Linked DNA regions of Sus scrofa: region 1 is linked to region 2. Evidence: chromatin contacts called from public Hi-C data. All regions are on one chromosome and are shown on one strand. The core of a region is the stretch at or near the end of the contact, and the rest is flanking DNA. Distances in the headings are between cores, read along the strand shown. Region 1 overlaps PKNOX2 (homeobox protein PKNOX2). Region 2 overlaps PKNOX2 (homeobox protein PKNOX2).

The links. A called contact is a pair of places that touch in the nucleus more often than the background predicts.
Region 1: a contact with region 2 is called in a Hi-C map of brain, with 5 times the contacts expected there. The contact joins two enhancer-like sites. A contact is called at or near these places in 3 of 47 Hi-C or Micro-C datasets (brain, embryonic fibroblasts and epiblast stem cells) and 1 of 2 datasets of contacts at active chromatin or transcription factors (skeletal muscle).

Annotation. Positions count from the first base shown.
Region 1 is chr9:52,522,647-52,527,646 of Sscrofa11.1, forward strand. All of the region lies in intron 4 of PKNOX2 (homeobox protein PKNOX2), which reads left to right. Among named protein-coding and RNA genes, the nearest start is that of FEZ1, 150 kb to the right of the region's middle. Within about 2 kb of position 1,940, at least 20 of the 83 cell types and tissues checked have an H3K27ac peak or open chromatin away from gene starts, as enhancers often do. A contact at or near this core is called in brain, where this site is marked.
Region 2 is chr9:52,422,366-52,426,772 of Sscrofa11.1, forward strand. The region is part of intron 3 of PKNOX2 (homeobox protein PKNOX2); the gene reads left to right. Among named protein-coding and RNA genes, the nearest start is that of PKNOX2, 120 kb to the left of the region's middle. Within about 2 kb of position 1,861, at least 8 of the 83 cell types and tissues checked have an H3K27ac peak or open chromatin away from gene starts, as enhancers often do. A contact at or near this core is called in brain, where this site is marked.

The DNA.
Region 1 (5,000 bases), core at 690-3,189, 100 kb after region 2:
GTTGCCTGAGGGCTGGGCGGGGGCCTGGCTCCAGGCCTGGGGAAAGGCTACAGTGACTGGAACTGGCATGACCGCTAACCCCCATTCCTGGGATGCAGCAACAAGGGGAGGGGGTTCCTGGGAAAGGAAAATATGTTCTAAGTCAGGCTTCACTGGCAAAAGCAGGACCCCATTGTGGGTGAGTGTGAAATTTAGGACAAGGCCAGTGGTGTCTCTGGGGCAGAGCAGCACCTGCTTAAAGCAGATTGGAGGTGACTGTGGGAGGTCATTGCCGCCATCTCCCTGCTTCCCAGCAGGAGAGGGTACAGACCACTTCTCTGGGAGAAGAATGCAAGGGCTGTGCTTACCCTTACAGCTAGCATGCTTTTTTCCTCCCTTTCTTTCTTTTTTGTTTTTTTTTTTGTTTTTTGGGGTTTTTTTTTTTTTTTTTTTTTGGTTTTTTTTGTTTTATTTTGTTTAAAGGAACCAAAGAGGGAAAAATTGCCAAGTTGTAAAGTGCTTAAAGAGGAGATGAGAATCTTCATCAAAATGCTAAAAGCTGGAGGGGGAGAGTAATGTGAAAACTCTTGCCTGCTATTTATGGGATTGATTCTCAGATCAAGAAGAAGCAAGCAGTTGGATGAAAGGAATTATTGTTAAGCTCCTCGGTAGGAAGATCTAATGGACAATTGCCGCTATCAGGGGGAATTAAATTGCTGTTTCAGTTTGTAAAATATATCAAGCGGCTTTTTGAAGCCAGAAAAGGTATGACAGCCAAGGCAGGGGGGGTGGGGACTCTGCCACTTTCTGGTCCTGGTGTGAGAAGCAGGAGCCAGGCAGGAGAGGTGCTCTCCTAACTTGGACCCTGGTCCATTTTTTTTGGAAGCCAAATTGAAAACTAGCTGAACGGAGGGAGGCAAGGAGAGAAAGGCTGGAGCCCTGGAGCTCTGGGCCCTGAAGTGAACCAGGGGCAGTGGAGCAGGACTGGACTCCTTTCTTGGAAAGCTGGTCAAGGGGCGAGGAAGGTGACTGACATGGGTCTGTGATTACCAGCCACTTCACTCACACCCAGGGCATGGCCGAATCCTCTGTCTGTGTCACTACTAAGCCTCCCCCTATGACACTGTGGACACAGTGGGATCCAGGGTGGATAATCACCCTCTTTCTCCCCAGACTGGCTCTCTTAGTTAGCTTTAGCTCATCCCCAGGCTGGGGTCAGTGAGTGCAAAAGTGAGACCAGTTGACCCAGCCCCACTGGGGTCATATTGTTATTCCAGATAAAGAGCAAAAAGCAAAATGGCCTTGGGGATGGGGAAAAGGGAGGAGGGGGACCCACTTGCAAAGAGGACCACAGGCCCGTGCTGGCGCCACGCCCCAGGGCACAGGGACCACTGAGTCCCTACAGCCACTCAGCTTTCAGCTTGTGGTTTCTAGCCTTTATTGGATTTTGCAAAGAGACCTGTGTGTGTGTGTGTGTGTGTGTGTGTGTGTGTGTGTGTCTACGCGCCTGTGTTTCTTTAGATAAATCCACAGAGTCACATGAAATCAGTGACAGGTTGACACCGTTATTTCAAGATTCATCGCTCTGAGTTGCCAGCATAGGAGACGTAGCCAACTCCTTCCCACCACCAACACTTTTTTTTTCCAGGCATAATTTATAGCAGTGGGGTGAATTTGTTTCCAAAAGATGAATATCACACTATCAGCAACAGCTGCCTCTCATTTTTATTTGTTTTTAAATTTGACTCAAAGTCCAATTCTCTATACACATCCAAAGCTGTAAATCCTAAGGCGACTGATTACATGATTTAGTAAACAGGTTATGTTATATAATGCAATTAAAGTGGGGCTCCACAGCGCCATCTACAGGCTTCTTTTGGGAAGGGAGCGGGACTAGAGACTGGATTGTGGACCAGGCTCTCTGCACAGGGAAAATAAATGGGATTACGCCAGGGTTGAGAAGCCTGCTCCAGAGGGAGAAGCTGAAGCCAGCCAGGTTACTAATGCAGCCTTTTGGTCCCTCCTGCTGAGTTCACTGTGTTATTTCAGCCTCCTGCAAGTCTGTCTAGACGTCAGAACCCAGGCCTGGGCAGCTGCTCAGAGCGGGGAGACTTGGGGTTGAGGGAGAGAGTGGTAGCCACCTGGGAGCTCCTGGGCTGGGGGCACCGAGGAGGGCTCCTGGCTCTCTTGGCCTCAGGGGCCTTCTTCCCCCACTCTCAAATGAGGGAGCCTTTGGAATGAAGCTGCAAGCTTCAACTATTTCCATTCTATTCACCAAAGCTTGTATTGAGTGCTAACCATATCCACAAAGACTTTCAGAATATTCTGGTGAATTCCCTCGTTTTGTAGTCCAACAGGGACTTGTACAGGTCACAGAGAAGTGGCAGAGCTGGGTGCGGAATTCAGACTTTTTGACCCTAAGCACAGGCTCTGTCTGATCATCGGCGGTTACAGATGAGGAAATTGAGGCCCAGACCAGGAATGGAACTTCCAAGGCCTCTAGTTGTAGCAACGGAAGGAAAATAATAAAATACTGCTAGCCTGTGTCAGAGGACAGAGGAGAAGGGCTGCTTGGGGGCCTCAGCACTGCCTCTTCGCTGCCCTGATGGGGAAGGAAGGAGAGAAGGGAGGGAGAGGTGCAGGCCCAGGGCCAGTGCTCACGCCCCACCCCCTCCCGGACCCCTCTGCCCTGAACTACAGTACTCTTCAGAGGCTCTGGGCCCTCAAGGATTCTAGCTTCTCCAAAGCTTCATTTGAGTAGGCAACATCACGGAAAACTTGTCCTGGAGAGGGCAGACTTATATCTCAGCGCTCAGAGCCCTGAGCCAGAAGTAGGAGGTAGGGGTGAGGGAAAGAGTGGGAAGTGTACATGAAGAAAACACGACCGTCAGAGTCCAAAAGGGTACATGTCCCCCCACCCTATCCTGTGCCAACCACCCGCCCAGGGTCCAGTCTGGGGTGATGGGGCAGGACAGTGTGGAGCCACAGGGAAGCTGGTCCCTTCCCCTCTCCTACCTCAGGCCCAACAGCCGAGGCTCAGCTAGGGTCAGGGAGCAAGAACAAATGCGAGAGTTCCCAATTAGACTTTTTCTCATCCTTAAGGCCCTGAGCCCCCAACCCTGACACCCCAGCCCAATTACAGCCAGGCAGCATTAACCCCTTGGTGCCCCAGGCCGTTAATGGAATGTTAATTGGTCTAATGGGTTTCATGTCAACAAGTCCTAATGAGCTCCTTTCTAACGAGCTTGTTTTTTTTTTTTTTTTTTTTTTCCTAAGCCTGTTTGTCAACACATTGGAGTTAGGGTTCCATGCGGAGGGCCTTACCTTGCAGGGCTGGGGAGCCAGAGCAGAGAAGACAGGGGGAGTGGGTGCCCCTGGGCTGCCCCTTCCGCCTTCCTAAAGGGGTGTCCTTCCTGCCCCCTCAGCCACCCCACCCCATGACACTGCCTCCCTGGACTTCTGAGCTCTGTAAAATGACAGTTTTAGCTCCTTTTGATGATAATATCAATGAGATTATTATTTCTTCTTGGATATCACTATGGGGTTGAGTGTTGCATTAGGGTTTTGTTTTGTTTTTCCTCCCTCCTAGCTGCCGTATAATAAAGGTTTTCAGCATTAAAAACAATCTTTCACCTTGGGAAATTTCTCGGTGGTAAGTTGTTCCTCGTGTGTCCTCCATTTGCAGTCTTGGCTGTGCTCCCTCCAGTGCCCTGGTGTCTGGTGACAGAGGGCTGGGGCCTCTGGACAGGGCGGGGCAGAGACGCTACAGACTAATGCTCAGAAGCCCTGGGCAGGCCTGCTGCTTCCCTCCATACTCCCAAGAAAGTACAAAACCGGCAGGTTTCCCCAAAGGGCTGGGTGCCCAGAGATAGCTCAAGGAGTTCCCCGCACCCAGGTTGTGGAGCCTCACCCAAGCCTCCAAGAAGTCAAATCCCCACGCTCCTCCCGGGGATGGTCCCACGTGGACCCTCGGCCCCGCAAGGCCAGTGGATGGGAGGAAGGAGGTCATGTGCCAGAGGAGGCGGGTGAAGAAAAGAGGGAACTTCCGGAGATGGTGATGGGCGCACACGCGCGGTCTCCCCCAGCATCAGGTTACCAGGGGCTTCTGTGCCTGAGTGAGCAGAGAAGGAAACTTAAGCCCCTGATGAAAAGGCCTCCTGTTTTCTTGCAGGAGAATCCCCCAGAGGGCAGTGGGGCAGTGCCCTCATGGCCTGTGGTGACCCCAGAGAGGAGGAGGGGCAAGGGCCATCTGTGTCCTCAGAAAATTGTTCCCGTGTCTTCTGGCCCCTGCCCCACAGCTCAGCAGGCGCCTGATTGAAAACTCTACCCAGTTTGGACGGTGGTTGTTTCTTGGTGCAGAGTGCTCTTAGCCATTGCTCTTTACTCCTAGGTAGGGCAGCTCTCCAGCTGTTGCAAATATTGCTGGACAGGGACTCTAAAATGACCCAACCTCCATTCATTGGACAGTGAACAAAAGAATGCAGACCAAAGAGTCCTCTATTTAGCCCAAATCCTCCTCACTGAGATACCTGTGCTTTGCCTTCATGATGACTTTCTCATTCGTGGAATTCGGTTACCAAAAGACCCAAACCCGAGGTGGAAGGGAACTAGTTGCCCCTAAAAGGGTAGAAAATCTGCAGCCAGACTCTGCCCCCGGGCTCCCCCTTCTGGAGGCTTCTGGCACTACAGCCTCACAGCGGTTTGCTTTTTCCCATCCAAAGATCATCAAAGACTGACACTCCCTGGAAGGGATCCGGTCTTCAAGACCCAATAGGCCCCGTTCAGAGTTACCTCATCTGCTAGAGTTCCATGAAAGGATGAGCCTGGACACCCTTGAAATATCAGTATTTCCTTTATCCCCTCAGGGTCCCAAAGAAAGAGATTCCACACCCAATTTAATCTCAGAAGTCCTCATTCTGGAAGTTCTTTCTGATGTCTCAAGGAGTCTTTATCCTCTCCCCACTACCCTCTCTACTTTCTCGGTGATGTCCCACCTCTCGGACAAGCCTCAGCCATGATAC
Region 2 (4,407 bases), core at 611-3,110:
CACTTACTACATGCTAGAAACTCTGCTAAGCAGGTGATGGCATTTTCCCATAGAAACCACTACACTACTTTATGGGACACTGTTATTATCTCTGTATCACATGCAAAAGGGGAGCAGAGACAAGAGAGGTACCTGGCCAGTGACAGAGTAAGTTAGTCATAGAGTTGAACTCCAACTTAAGACTCTATTTTAGAGATCCAATCACTTCATTGTGTGGCTCAGGAAACTCAGTTTACTCTCTGGTAAAGGGGGAAATTCTGATGATATCATCTCCAATGTCACCCTCAGTTCTAAGATTCTAAATGTGCAGAGACGATTCTGGGAGCTAGCCTAGACATATCTGAAGTGGAGGCCGATGTTATGGAAATGGGTCTGTGTGAAAGCACGAATGATTTCCTGTTCTCTCCTTTCCCCTTTCGTGAAACATAGGTCAGGAAACCAATGTTTAATTTGGGCAGGTGAAGGAAACAGATAAAAACATAAAAGATCATTTGTATTTTCAAGGCTCCAACTTGGGGGCAGGGGCGAACATTGGGTTTGGAGTCCAAAGCTGGAGTTCCTTAGCCCGTGACTTAGAAGCTCTGTGATTCTGGACACATCTCTTTGGTCTTCGGATCCGGCATCTCTAGAATGGAAATAGGATTGTGTACCCCTCCCAGGATGGCTGTGGGGACTAAATGAAATCCAGCAAGTGCAAGCTTGAGTGCCATTCCTGGCACACAAGAGCGACTTGATAATGATTTGGCCATGCTCTCACCCAAGACACAAATAAAAGCTGGAGTTGGAAAGACTGGTCCTCTCCCTCTCCTTTGCTCCTTGTGGAGATGGTCAAGCATCTTTCCTTTAACTGTACTCTCCATAAAAGTTCACTCATAAACTATTGATATTTTAATAATACACATTAGCATCTTGCCCTTTGACAGATGAATATTGAATGAGCAATAAAGAGGCAAAAGAGTAACCAGGTACGTGGCTGCGGGGAAGCTGGAGTCATGAGTGGTTGTCAGAGGGACCGCTCCTTTCCAGGGAACTTGTGACTCACCTCTCTCTCCTGTGACCCCTGGGAAACAGCTCTTAAAAAGAGCTCATATTCTCGCCCAGCCCAGTCTGAGCAGGATTTGGCCTTGGTTTTCTTTCACTCGGTCTGGAGGACACTTGGGAGAAGACAGAAGAAGGTCATTAAGGAGCTGCCAAAGGCCCTGGACTTTTCACCCACTTGTGAAATGGCTGCCCTCTCCCCACTACCTTTGCCAAAGGTGCAGACTTCTTCCCCACATACTCTCTCCTGTTCCATAAATTTAAAGTCTGCAGACAGACATGCCCATAAGAAATCTGGCAGCCAACTTAGAAATAACTCAGAATGCTTCTGCTCCTCTCTGTCCTCTCTCCACAGGGTCTTGATAGGCACCTAGGCTTGGGGTGTATGTTAAGTTTTATAAGACAGAATGTCCTGCCTCTTGCAGCACGTGATATAGCCTCACTGTCACAGCCTCCAGTTTTTCGTGGCCTCCATCTGGGCTGGGAGTCCTTGCGTGTGCAGAGAACAGTGACAAGGGTTCTTCCTTGGTCCAGCTTAATTGGTGTGATTTAATGGTGTTTCTGGCCGATTCAGATTTATACGGCTTTCTGAGCTGCAAATCTGCTTTCTAAATGTAGAATTTTTGTGGAGTGGTAAAAAATAATGGCTGTTCTGTGATTCCTGCCTCCCGAGCTAGGAGATTGCAATTTACATTATGCAAATAGACATTATGCAATCAAGGCACTTTAGCAGGAATCTGGCGGCAGAGAGGCCGCTGATGAGATACGAGGTCTGCAGCCCCAACTGGAGGGGCCCAGGAAGCGCGGAGATGGAGCGGGGAGGGGGCGGGGCCAGCGGGGCGGGGGCAGAGTCTGTTCCGCCGGCACCGGGAGGCACAGTGGAGCCTGCCCAGAGATGAACGCATCCGGGGGCTGCCAAAGCGACTCTCTCAATTAATGGCTTTGTTTAATCATACCCCCTGTCCAGAGGAGTATTGTCTTACGGATAATTTCGTTTGCCTAACGAGATTTTGCTAATTAAATCTCCTTTCAGTTGGTGTGACTGTGCCTGCAGGAGAGGGGGCTATTTGGAGTCTTCTCCATAAACCTTTCTGGAGAGGAGCTGGGAAGGAGGGACTAGAAGGAGGGGAGACAAAAGGGTGGGGGGGAGAAACTTCCTTGCTGTGAGCAGGACTGGAGAAGCTTGTGCAGGATTTGGAACTACAAGGTGGCCGCTACTGCCCACCTTGCCTTTTTCTCTCCTGTTCCCTGTGAAGGCAAGTAGTCAGAAACCTTTGTCCAGCCTGAGGGATTTCCCTTATTTTTGCCTCCTCTGTGGCTCCTGTTACCTCCACCATTATCTCTTCTCCTCAAGTCCTTCCCGAATCCCCAGGAGGTTCTGCAGGATTTCCACACACTCCTTCCAGCAGCTCTGGCTGTGGGTGCTGGTGGTGATGTGAGAACCCTTCCCTGGCCTTCGCTGTTAGCCAGTGAGCCTGCCTCTTCAGAGAGGAAAAATTGCTTCCCATTTTGGCCATTTCTCCAGGGGTAGTTGCATGCATCAAAGAGGAGAAGACCTCAGTCAAATTCATGTATCATCAGAGTCAGTGGCAGTAGCTCCCTGTATGTGGAGAAGCCTGGTGCTGAGCCTGCAATGACTGGGGCCAAATCGATCCTGTTGTGATATGTGCCCATGTCTAGCCTGTGTTCCACTTTCTCCAGTGGTTCTGTACTACCTGAGCGTCCTTGGCCTGGTTAACCATGGGCCTCCCAGCTCAGTTCTACTTCTCTAGCCCCCCTTGCATCTCCCTCCTCCCTGTTACTTACAGACGCTCAGACATGTGGTCACATTTCCACTCCTGGTACCTAAATATGCTCAGTTCCCCCCCAAATACTCTGTATAACTTCACACCTCAGTGCCTTTGCACATGCTGTTCCCTCTGTCTGGAATCTTATCAGTCTGGATAACCTCTGCTCTGCCTGCAATACTCAGTTCACATTATCTCCTTTGCGATGACCACTTACAGGACTTCCTGCCTTTCCTGAAATACTGCTGAACTCCTTCAACCTGTGAGTTGTCACAAGACCTCAAACACGGGCATCAGTCTAACCAAGTTAAGAACTGAATCTTGGGTTTCCTGCTGTGGTGCAACGGGATCTGTGGTGTCTTGGAAGCTCAGGGATGCAGGTTCCAATTCCTGACCCAGCACAGCGGGTTAAGGATCCACCATTGCTGCAGCTGCAGCTTAGGTCACAACTACAGCTCAGATCTGATTCCTGGCCTGGGAACTCCATATGCTGTGGGGCAGCCAAAAAAGGAAAAAAAGAACTGAATCTTATCCTTCTCCTAATCCCAATACCTAGAATCATGCTTGGCCACAACAGGCACCCTACATGTTTGGTTGAATGAATGAACCAAAGGGAAGAGGGTGGAGTGATGGAGAGGTTTTCTCTAGTAAGCCTTCCAAACCCTGGGATGGGCGATGGTGGTGGGTGGTCAGGAGACTAATTTCTGTGGAGGCTTTGCACAGTTACTTGCCTGTACATCACCTTTGCTTCCTGGGTAGGAAGGCTCCGATTCCCTGTGTGTGCCACACACGGCTCTAGGTGTGCCAGCACCTCCTGTTGCACATTTTTACGTGGATCCTGTGAGATGGGTATTGTTTTTGCAGAGGGCGCTGAGGCTCAACTGTCCTCATCAGAGAATAAGGCAATGTTCACCTGTAAGGGGCACAATGGTGGGGGCCCAGCGGACTCTACCTCTAGGCAGGTGAAAACTCCTATGCTTCCCAGTCTTCCCTCCACATCCATCCCATCTACCCATCCATCATCCCACTCACCCATCCATCCATCCATCCATCCCATCTATCCGTCCATCTATTTATCCCATCCAACCATCCATCCATTCCATCTATCCATGCATTTCATCCATCCATCCTGACTAGAACCTAAGCTTCCCTGGATGTGTGTCACATCCTGGGCTCTTCCAGTGCTAGAACACCTGGGTTGCTATTCTGGGAGGACCTGTGGGTCTGTGTGTGTGTTGGGAATTGTGCAGAGCTCAGGCCCAACAGGCAGCCTCTGGTCTGCTGGCTCTGGTCTGCTGCCCAGCTACTGGTGGGGATGTCAGGGTAAAGAAGCCTGCATTCCATTCTGGGGAGCATGGGTACAGTCTAGGAGAAACAGCTCATGTCTTCCTGTGTGATTAGGGTAAATGCATGTTGCCTGTGTGCATGTAGGCTGCAGGGTGTTTGTGTGTGTGTGTGTGTGTGTGTGTGTGTGTGTGTGTGTGTGAGGCAGTGTTTGAATATACTGCTTTGTGTTTTTCTTGGTTCCTGAGTCTTGGTGCCCTGCTTTTTGTCCTGATATTTCCCCCTTGGCCCAGGTGTG